2 separate regions of the Mus musculus genome follow, and region 1 is linked to region 2. Evidence: chromatin contacts called from public Hi-C data. All regions are on one chromosome and are shown on one strand. Each heading gives the region's core, a stretch centred on a gene start, on an enhancer-like site or on the middle of the called end of the contact. The rest is flanking DNA. Distances are from core to core; before and after follow the strand shown. Region 1 overlaps Stard13 (StAR-related lipid transfer (START) domain containing 13). Region 2 has its middle 34 kb from the start of Kl.

Region 1 (4,239 bases), core at 48-2,547, 140 kb before region 2:
CACACCAGCCCCAGCCGTCTCCAGCCACCCCGCACATCAGCAGCCAGACGGCCGCCCAGCTGAACCTGCTCCAGCGCTTCTCCCTACTTCGTCTTACGGCCATCATGGAGAAGTACTCTATGTCCAACAAGCACGGCTGGACCTGGTACGTAACATGTCTGCAGGGGGTCATGTGTTCAGAGCTAAGTGTGCGCAGTTGCAAAAGACCGCCAGTGTTTATATTTTGGTGTCTGGAGAACGGAGCACTGTCTGAACTACCCTCTCCTGGAAACTATGGAGCCTTCTGCTTGTCATCTGCCCTCTGGGCAGCAGGGGAGGGGAGTGGGGGAGCTGATGAAGCACACAGGAAACATGGCTTTATTTGTAGCTCTCAGCTGGTTTCCAGGGAAGGGAGTCAGGTTCTGAGAAAGAAACGAGGCCAGTAATGAGTGATAAATTGTGTGAACAGGGGAATCAGAAATAAACCTGCCATAAAATATTGCTGGCAGTTTGTAAAGAAACATCTGTCACTTGTACCTTGTGGCCTGGCACAGAATGCACCCTGACAGCATCGACTCACTGATTCTTCAAGTACATTTGTGCTTTCATTGGCGAGTAAAGATGAGATTACGCAGTACAATCTTTGGAATTAAGGGCCCGATAGAGTCAACATTGTATGCCGACCTATTTTGGATAAATGATTGTGTGGTTTGAAAAACGTAAAGTGTTGTGTCATATGATATGTGTAGAAGAATTAATGTTGTGTTTATAAAAATGTTTTCAAAGGTTATAAATTGTACGGTCAAATCAATATATGTAAGTGTGTTAAAACTCCCTTTAAAATGTAGATCTGGCTCTAGAAAACTAAAGACACAGCCAAGAAAATCTGGCTCAACACCCCCACACGCCAACCTCAACCAAATTTGTTCTTCCTCTGGTAAATCTTGCATAGATTTTGTTATTCCCTCCCCCAACTGGGGTGTTTTAAGTGTTCGCTACACAAGAGCTGTTTCAATCATAATTAAATTGAAAACTTGCCCACCACCCCCAACTTGAAAACAGAGAGCCACAAAGACAGTTTTCCAACGTGAATCATGGTGTTTAACAGAAATGACACGTAGGCAAGGGCCACATCTAGAGTGCCACAGACTATGAATGATGTAGGAAAGGTTGAATTCTGCCTTTGCCTCTGAAGTGTTCCAACAGGAGCTTGGCCTCCCTCTCGCTTGCTTCCACAGCCTGTCTGCACAGAGCGCCCCAGGGGCCTTGCATGACCTGGTTTCTGTGAATTCCAGGTCCGTTCCAAAGTTCATGAAGAGGATCAAAGCTCCTGACTACCGAGACAAGGCTGTCTTCGGTGTTCCGCTCATAGTCCACGTTCAGAGAACAGGACAGCCCCTGCCTCAGAGCATCCAACAAGCACTGAGGTATCTACGTAGCAACTGTCTGGATCAGGTAGAGTGGTAAATCCCAAACACGGGCTTGGGGTGAGGGGATGGCAGACTGAGTCGGGCCTGTCTGGTACAAGGCCTAGCCAACCAAGCATAAACAAGCACAGCACAGAGATCTTTAAGGACACAATTTAATGTGGCCCAGATACGTCCCTGTCTAGCTTTTGATGATGTTCCTCCTTAGCTAGTTGAGTGACACCCTGGTTGGTCAAAGGAAATTGCTGTTGATACTTTGTATCTGTAATGTCTAACTTACACTTCCTTGAAATCTGGAAGTAAGCAATTGGTGGCTCTGTATTTTAAATTATTATTCCAGTGCTACTATTCACTCCACAGCGTTATTTTATCAGTTACATTGTTTTGGGGGGAAAATGAATTTAGTTCTATTTCTCCCCTTATTAATTTCTCAAAGCAGCACAACATGCCAAACAGACTTGTTCACATTTTTTTTAATTCACATGTAAAATGTAAAAGGTCCGTCAGCTAACCCACAGAGCCCCTGGCCTCAGAGCTGACAGGGAAGCTCGAGGGAAGGAAACACTCAGATCACTGTGTACCTCCAGGATGGTTTGAGAACCATCATGATGGTAGGCTCTGTGCGAATGAGATCCATCCCATAATATACACAGCTCCTCCCTATTACCAACCATTCCTTTCTTCTGTGCTCTGTCCCAAAATAAGGACCACACTCTCACTCCACAGACTGCCCCCTGGCACAGCCGCGTTTCCAGCTTTTGTTCAGCACACTAGTTGGGGGGGGGGGGGCAACACATCGGTCTTCTCAGTTGTGTTTGTTGATTTGCCCTTGTCTGTGGGCTCAATGGGCCAGAAGGGGCTAAGCTCCATGAACTCAGAGATCTCGGCTCCTGACACTTGCAGAGATATCAAAACACAGCAGGTACTTAAATCACGATGACCCCTCCATGAACTGAGCGCCATTCCCAGGTGTCTTTGGTTAAACCTGGCTAGTGACCTCCTTTGACCTTTATTATCTAGAGAATATACAGATACACATTTTCTTCATATTTTCATGGCTACAGGGCTACTATTTTGGATATTTGGGTAGATGGCTGATTTTGTTTTCTACATAAAACATCTGGCATTTATTGTAGCATTTTGGTAGGGTAAGTCAATGAATCTGGTTGCTGACATGTAATTACTTTCAGTTGCAATTGTACCATGAATACACATACGTATATAAGAATTAGCCTTTTATAGGTGTTTTACTGAGAGACCAGGTCACCAGCAGTAACGGAGAAGACTCGTTTCAGACAGCTATGCTAAATCCTGTTCTCTTGGCCTCGATGTCTCTCACACACACCCAAGGGAGGCAGCATCGACACCCTGGTCCCCACAGGGAACCAGCATCTCCTACAACTAACTTCACTTCTCACAGTTAGAAGGGCTTTTCGTCATTGGTGTGATGCTGACCCTCTGTAGCCCTCATTAATAAACCCACTGTCAAGATCCTGTTGATGACATTGGCCACTGTGTCATGTAGCGCCCTTTCTGTGAGAATGAGAGGAAGAACCCCCCTTGCCCCTGGCTTTGGTCCTTGAGAACCATGTTTCTTTTGGCCCGCTGGCCTGTGTTTTGTATCGCAGACTCCAAGTTCATCTAACTGGGTGTGTTTTCCTCTCTGTAGTGCCTGCTTGAAAGCTCAAAGCCAAATGCATATTCCACTATAGGAAATGTAGATACCTCTTCGGGGCACAAATTCCTTAGTTGTGGCCCTCTTCCCAACTTATTAATCCTTTTTAATTTTTATTTGTTGTTGTAATTTCCCTTTCTGGTCTCTTTCAACTAACCTTTTATAGATCACTACAAGTCTTATTCTTTCTTGAACTAGTTTGGATATAAATAAGTGAATTGCAGTGCCCCTGGATAGAAAACACCACCCCACGCCATGGATTCATAGTGATGTCTGTACTTAAATCACTCCTCTGATTGGTCTCATCTCCCTTCTGCAGCCAAAACTGTAGACATGAAGTCCTAGGAAGAGAAGGGAGTGGACATACCGACCCTCTTCAGCCCCATTAGACTATCTTCTTCCCTGTATCAGTCTCAAAGAGTTCCGTGGTGGGAAAAATGTGTGCAGAGCTCTGTAGGAAAAGGTCCCTGACAGGGACATAGATACTGACAAGCCATATAGCCCGACTGGGGAAGCACTGGTGCTTCTCTTGCGTCATTAAAAAAAAAAGAAGCAGAAACAGCTGTGGGCTGTCCAAAGGAACATAGCTACTGCCTTGTGTATGGCCTTCCCTTTGCATGTCACGTATAGGGGAGTACACAGACAGTGCCTCCGTGTGGCAAAGAGGTGACAGAAGAGCGGGCAACAAGAAAACTAGAGAAGCAGGAAGCCAGGAGAATCGGTAGTGGGGGAAGACTACCCTAGAGATCTACAGCAAACACAAACTAAAGACAAAGAACAGGAGGCGGGGCTAGGAAGGGGAAGGAGGCAGGGCCAGGAAGGGGAAGGGAAACAGAAGTCCTTTCTCTGCCCTGGGTATCCCATTGGAATTGAAATTCACTTCTGCACAGGGCCTTGCACTCTCAACCCAGGATTGTGGGAGACCAGGAATACCACCACCCCCACACATCCTTCCTGTAAGCCACATTCCATGGGAACCATCTTCCAAGACTTCCATGAAGCTCTGACATTGAGCAGAGTGGGAGGTGGGGGTCCCTTCCCTGAAGGCTAAACACTCGAACATCAGCACTCATCAGAAGGCTGTCAAAGCCAGCCAGCAGCACAGAACCCTAAAACATTGCCAGCACTCACTTCCCACACTCCCCAGCATACTGCAGT
Region 2 (4,694 bases), core at 2,007-4,506:
AGCCTAGGTTCTCTAGAAGAGCAGGAAGTGCTCCTAACCATCTCTCCAGCCCAAAATTCTAAAAATGCAACGCTTACCACTGAATAATAATAAATATTATCCAATGTTTATTGTATCAGAAAAATGACCTCCAAGTGCACCTATAATCATCTGATGAACTGGAAATAAATGATTGCTAGAGAAAGAGAGTGGGGGAGAGGGAGAGGGAGACAGAGAAAGACAGAGAGAATGAGGAAGAGAGGTGGAGCTTAGAAGGAGGACATCCTATGAACCACTAATGTGTTCTCAGTGTAGAACTACTGGATATTCATTTGCAAAAGCAATTAAACCTGCACACAGAGCTTATGCTTAAATGTCAAGTATAAAACTGTAAAACTCGTAGCAGAAGATAGCCTAGTCGGCCATCACTGGGAAGAGAGGCCCCTTGGTATTGCAAACTTTATATGCCCCAATACAGGGGAATGCCAGGGCCAAGAAGCAGAAGTGGGTGGGTAGGGAAGCAGGGTGGAGGGAGAGTATAGGGAACTTTTGGGATAGCATTTGAAATGTATATAAAGAAAATATCTTAAAAACAAAACAAAAAACTGTAAAACTCCCAGAAGATACCCCAAGGGAAAAGATTAGGTAACTGGGTTTGGTGATGACCAGCCAGGCACAGCACTAAAAGCAAGTTCCATGAAAGACACAGTTAACAAACTGGATTCCTGTAGAACTTTTCAAAACTTTTGTTCTATGAAAGGCATTGTCAAGATAGAAGACACACCACAAACTCAGAAAAATATTTGCATATCTAAGTACTTGATAAAGGACTATTAACCAAACTATAAGGACTTCCATTACTCATCTATCTGAGTGATGAAATTCCAAACCACAGAGGCTGCAGCAGAGGCAGCAGACCCCCTGAGGCTGTGAGCTATGGTAGCCCAGCAACAACAGACTAACCTGGCTCATGGCTTCCTGGGCCCCAGGACCCAGCTTGAACCCAGAGCTCCTGCCATGTGGCCAAGCTCAGACAATGAACTTCCGTCAATACAGGGCTCCACCCACTGTAGCATTCGGTGAAGATGCTGCCTTTGGTGGAGTCTCTCAGTGCAACTCTTCAGCTTATGAGACAAATAACGGAAAAGATGAGGACGTTTAACATTATTGATTGAACAAGGTGTTTCAGCAATCGGCAAAATGCAGTTTGAGAATTATACGGCCCTGGCTTTTGAGCAGCTTTGTAACTGCCAAGAACAGCTTTCATTCTGGGATCTTTCCAACTGGGAGGACCTCACCATGGAGAGGAAATGAGGCTGGGTCGGCCATGGAACCCCCTTCCATTCCCTGAAGCCTCCCCCACACCCACTTCTCATTACCTGGAGATCAGAGGTCAAAGGACTTCTGTTGTCCTGCATAGAGGGGAAAATAGTGTATGTTTTTTGGACCTAAGACTAACTGAACTAACTAACCATAGATCAAGCTCATAGCTGTCTCTGCAGAGTTTGCATCTCTTCCTGCTAAGACCTTACTGCCGGCTGCCCCCCCAGGCGTGAGGCTCTGCCCTCCACATCCAACCGGCCAAGGAGTTCTGGGGATTCCTCCATTTGTGCCTTACTTCCAAACCTCACTGTCAACACTCAGGCCTCCCCTGCCTTCTATCTGGGACTTTGGCCAACATATCTTAGCACCATCTTCCCTTCATCCAGGCCTTACTCTGTGGCCAAATCTGTCTCTTCGCAGCATCCTTCTGTGTCTGTGAGTTTGCATTTGGACCTGGTGTTTTGCTATGTCACCCACAACTCCCTGTCTTCCTTCCAAATCCATCACGCAAGACTCTAATTTGACATCTAAATCACACCTTTTTATTTTATTTTTTAAGATTTATTTATTATATGTAGTTACTCTATAGCTGTTTTTTTAGACACACCAGTGGAAGGCGTCAGATCTCATTACGGATGGTTGTGAGCCACCATGTGGTTGCTGGGATTTGAACTCAGGACCTTTGAAAGAGCAGTCAGTGCTCTTAACCACTGAGCCATCTCTCCAACCCTAAATCGCACCTCTTACCTGAGTCTGCGCTCCCTTAGCTAGATTTTAATGGCAGAAGGAGCAGTTGTGGGTTCTCTGGAAAGCTCACACATACAGCGGGCACCAGCCCACAAGCTCCCCTGGGGCCCTGACAGCTTTCTTCTGCTTCTCTGAGGCTATAAGAAACCTCGCAGGCAGGCAGACAGCGCTCCACCGCGTGCTAATGAGGATGGATCCAATGTGAAATCTCAGAACGAATTGGGCAAGACAAGGCCTCTGGCCATATTGATTGCTGGTCGCCTCTCCGTGCTCACTCGCTTTTAGCGGGGCTGTAATGGCTCCACTTAGATTGCTGCCGCTATTTTCTCCCCACACACCGATGTTTACTTAAGCCTAACCTTTCTAATAGATGCGCACCTCCCAAGCTCCTTCTACCTTTGTTCTGTCCACCATCTCTTCCCACGGCCGTGGCAGTGCGTTCCCTGCCAGCAGCCTTAATGTTACATAATTCTTTCATTGACTTCAATTTTCCCCAACCCCAGCTTATTAGCTATGACATGTGCCGTACAGGCTGAAGACCTGTATTATCTTTAAAAATGCATATTATGCGGTCTCATAATAAAAATCTATCTGCCATCCATTCTAAAGACCTTCCTTCTACACAAATAGCTTGAATATAAGATGAATAAATCAAACAAATTCCAGTTCAATAGCTGTGTTTTAACTAATTACCATTCTAGTGAAGGTGCTGATCTCCCATCTAGCATTCACTTTATTAATATGAACAGATGAGCACAGATGTTTGTATACACCTTTTTATTTCTATGAGCAAACCCTTGTGCCATGAAAACAGAACAAATGAGGCCCTTGGCTTCATCCCACCTGATACCTGAATTAGCAAGCCTGGGCGTTCCTGAGTTTTGTAGCCACAACAGAGTGCGCCCATCTGCCATGGGATGAGATGAGAACGAGAGCGAGAGCGAGAGAGCGAGAGAGCGAGAGAGCGAGAGAGCGAGAGAGCGAGAGAGCGAGAGAGCGAGAGAACGAGAGAGCGAGAGAGAGAGAGAGAGACAGAGACAGAGCAAGAGAGAGAAAGCAAGAGAGAGCGAGAGAGCGAGAGCGAGAGCGAGAGAGAGAGAGAGAGAGAGAGAGAGAGAGAGAGAGAGAGGTGATTCGTGTGAACTTTCCCTCCAGGTCATCTGAATTAATCCACCTTTGACCGGCAGTGGAGTTCAGAGCGTGCCTTACTAAGGTAAATTTACCAGCCAGTACCCAGTTTCATACACCTCAATTTCAGGCGATTTGGAACCAGGAAGGCATTGGGGCTTCTCTTGCAGAGGGAGAGGGACCACGTCTGTGCACATGTCATGCTGGGCTTGCTCAGCGTTCTGGCTTCAGCCCCCTCGAGCTGGGAGCACATGGCACAGTGTCTGGATATAAGCAGCAAACTCATCTTAATCCTCCTGGCCCAGCACAACGATCAGCTCCCTTCAGCAGTCGTCTCTCTGCCCTCCGCACCAAATTTGTTGGTTATTTGTTGGAAAGCGCTTCTGTTGTTCCTCCTTTCGCTGCGGTGTGCCCATGGCTGTTTGGCATCCACCCAGCTCTGCTGTGTTCTATCAGCAATGCTCTTTTCTGGGTCCCTTCGTGTTCATTTATTAACTTCTATCTCTCCTGCCCAAGTACGTGGACAGTGAGTTGTCACTCGCAAAAGGCGACGGCTCCTAAATGCATAACCGCGGCTCACTGGTCCGTGAACTTGTATTCTTTAAAAGTATTTCCAACCTCGTCTTTTACCTGTGAACTCTCTGACCTCCTCTTCAGAGGTGCATCAGGGTTCCCAGATGCCACCTTTGGACTTTGTGATGAGTTGTCTCTGTATCTTGCTTGCATTGGGGAGTAGTTATTGTGTTATAAAAAGATAAAGAGAGAAGGCTATGTTCTATGGGGTTTGGTGAGGTGTGGGGGAAGGGGATGCCTCAGTGGGCCCATGCCAAGACATCCCTTCCCTGTGAGGGACCAACGACACCACTGAATAGAGTATATTCAGGGCATGGAGAGGGGAGTTAAGAGGGTAGTAGAGGCAGAAAAAGAGAGAGAGAGAGAGAGAAGTGGAGGCCAGCCATGAGCATGAGTGGAGAGAGATGGAGAAGGGAATGGGAAGAGAGGGGGAAAGGGGCAAGGAGACAAAGCAGGAGCAAGAAAGGAAGAGCAAGAGAGTGAGGAGGGGGCAAGCAGCCCCTTTTATAGTGGGTCAGGCCTACCTGGCTGTTGCCAGGTAACTGTGGGGCAGAACTTAGACAGAATGCTAACAGTAGTGAGGGAAAAAGAGGCTGAGTGACCGGACCAGCCATTTGTTTAAGCTCACTGATCGATTGCTGGTCTGATTCTCTCTGTGCCCTGTTTGACTATGAGGGCTTCAAAGATGCCACCTTGTACCAATCTTTTGCCTCTTTAATCCCTGCTCTGTTCATTGGGTCTCTGAGCAGCTTTTAGTTGCACTGGGTGGCAGTAAACTGTGGGAGACACTCAGGTTTCGTTTTGTAGCCTGCTTGGTTGAGGGCAATGTCTGCATCCTCCTTTTGGAGGACAGTAGTTCCCAGGATTCTCCTGGAGCATCCCTCACCCTACATTTTGAAGACTCCAAGGTGATTTTGATTAGGTAAATTAGGCTTGTAGATATT

Evidence for each region. A called contact is a pair of places that touch in the nucleus more often than the background predicts.
Region 1: a contact with region 2 is called in a Hi-C map of liver, with 2.3 times the contacts expected there. The contact joins two enhancer-like sites. A contact is called at or near these places in 2 of 39 promoter capture datasets (embryonic stem cells and stem cell-derived epiblast-like cells) and 4 of 484 Hi-C or Micro-C datasets (embryonic fibroblasts, embryonic stem cells and liver).

Annotation. Positions count from the first base shown.
Region 1 is chr5:151,056,654-151,060,892 of GRCm38.p6, reverse strand. It overlaps Stard13 (StAR-related lipid transfer (START) domain containing 13), which reads left to right. Exons shown (of 14, transcript NM_146258.2): 6 at 1-145; 7 at 1,275-1,434. Among named protein-coding and RNA genes, the nearest start is that of Kl, 110 kb to the right of the region's middle. Within about 2 kb of position 1,297, at least 28 of the 459 cell types and tissues checked have an H3K27ac peak or open chromatin away from gene starts, as enhancers often do. A contact at or near this core is called in liver, where this site is marked.
Region 2 is chr5:150,916,378-150,921,071 of GRCm38.p6, reverse strand. No RefSeq gene overlaps it. Among named protein-coding and RNA genes, the nearest start is that of Kl, 34 kb to the left of the region's middle. Within about 2 kb of position 3,256, at least 13 of the 459 cell types and tissues checked have an H3K27ac peak or open chromatin away from gene starts, as enhancers often do. A contact at or near this core is called in liver, where this site is marked.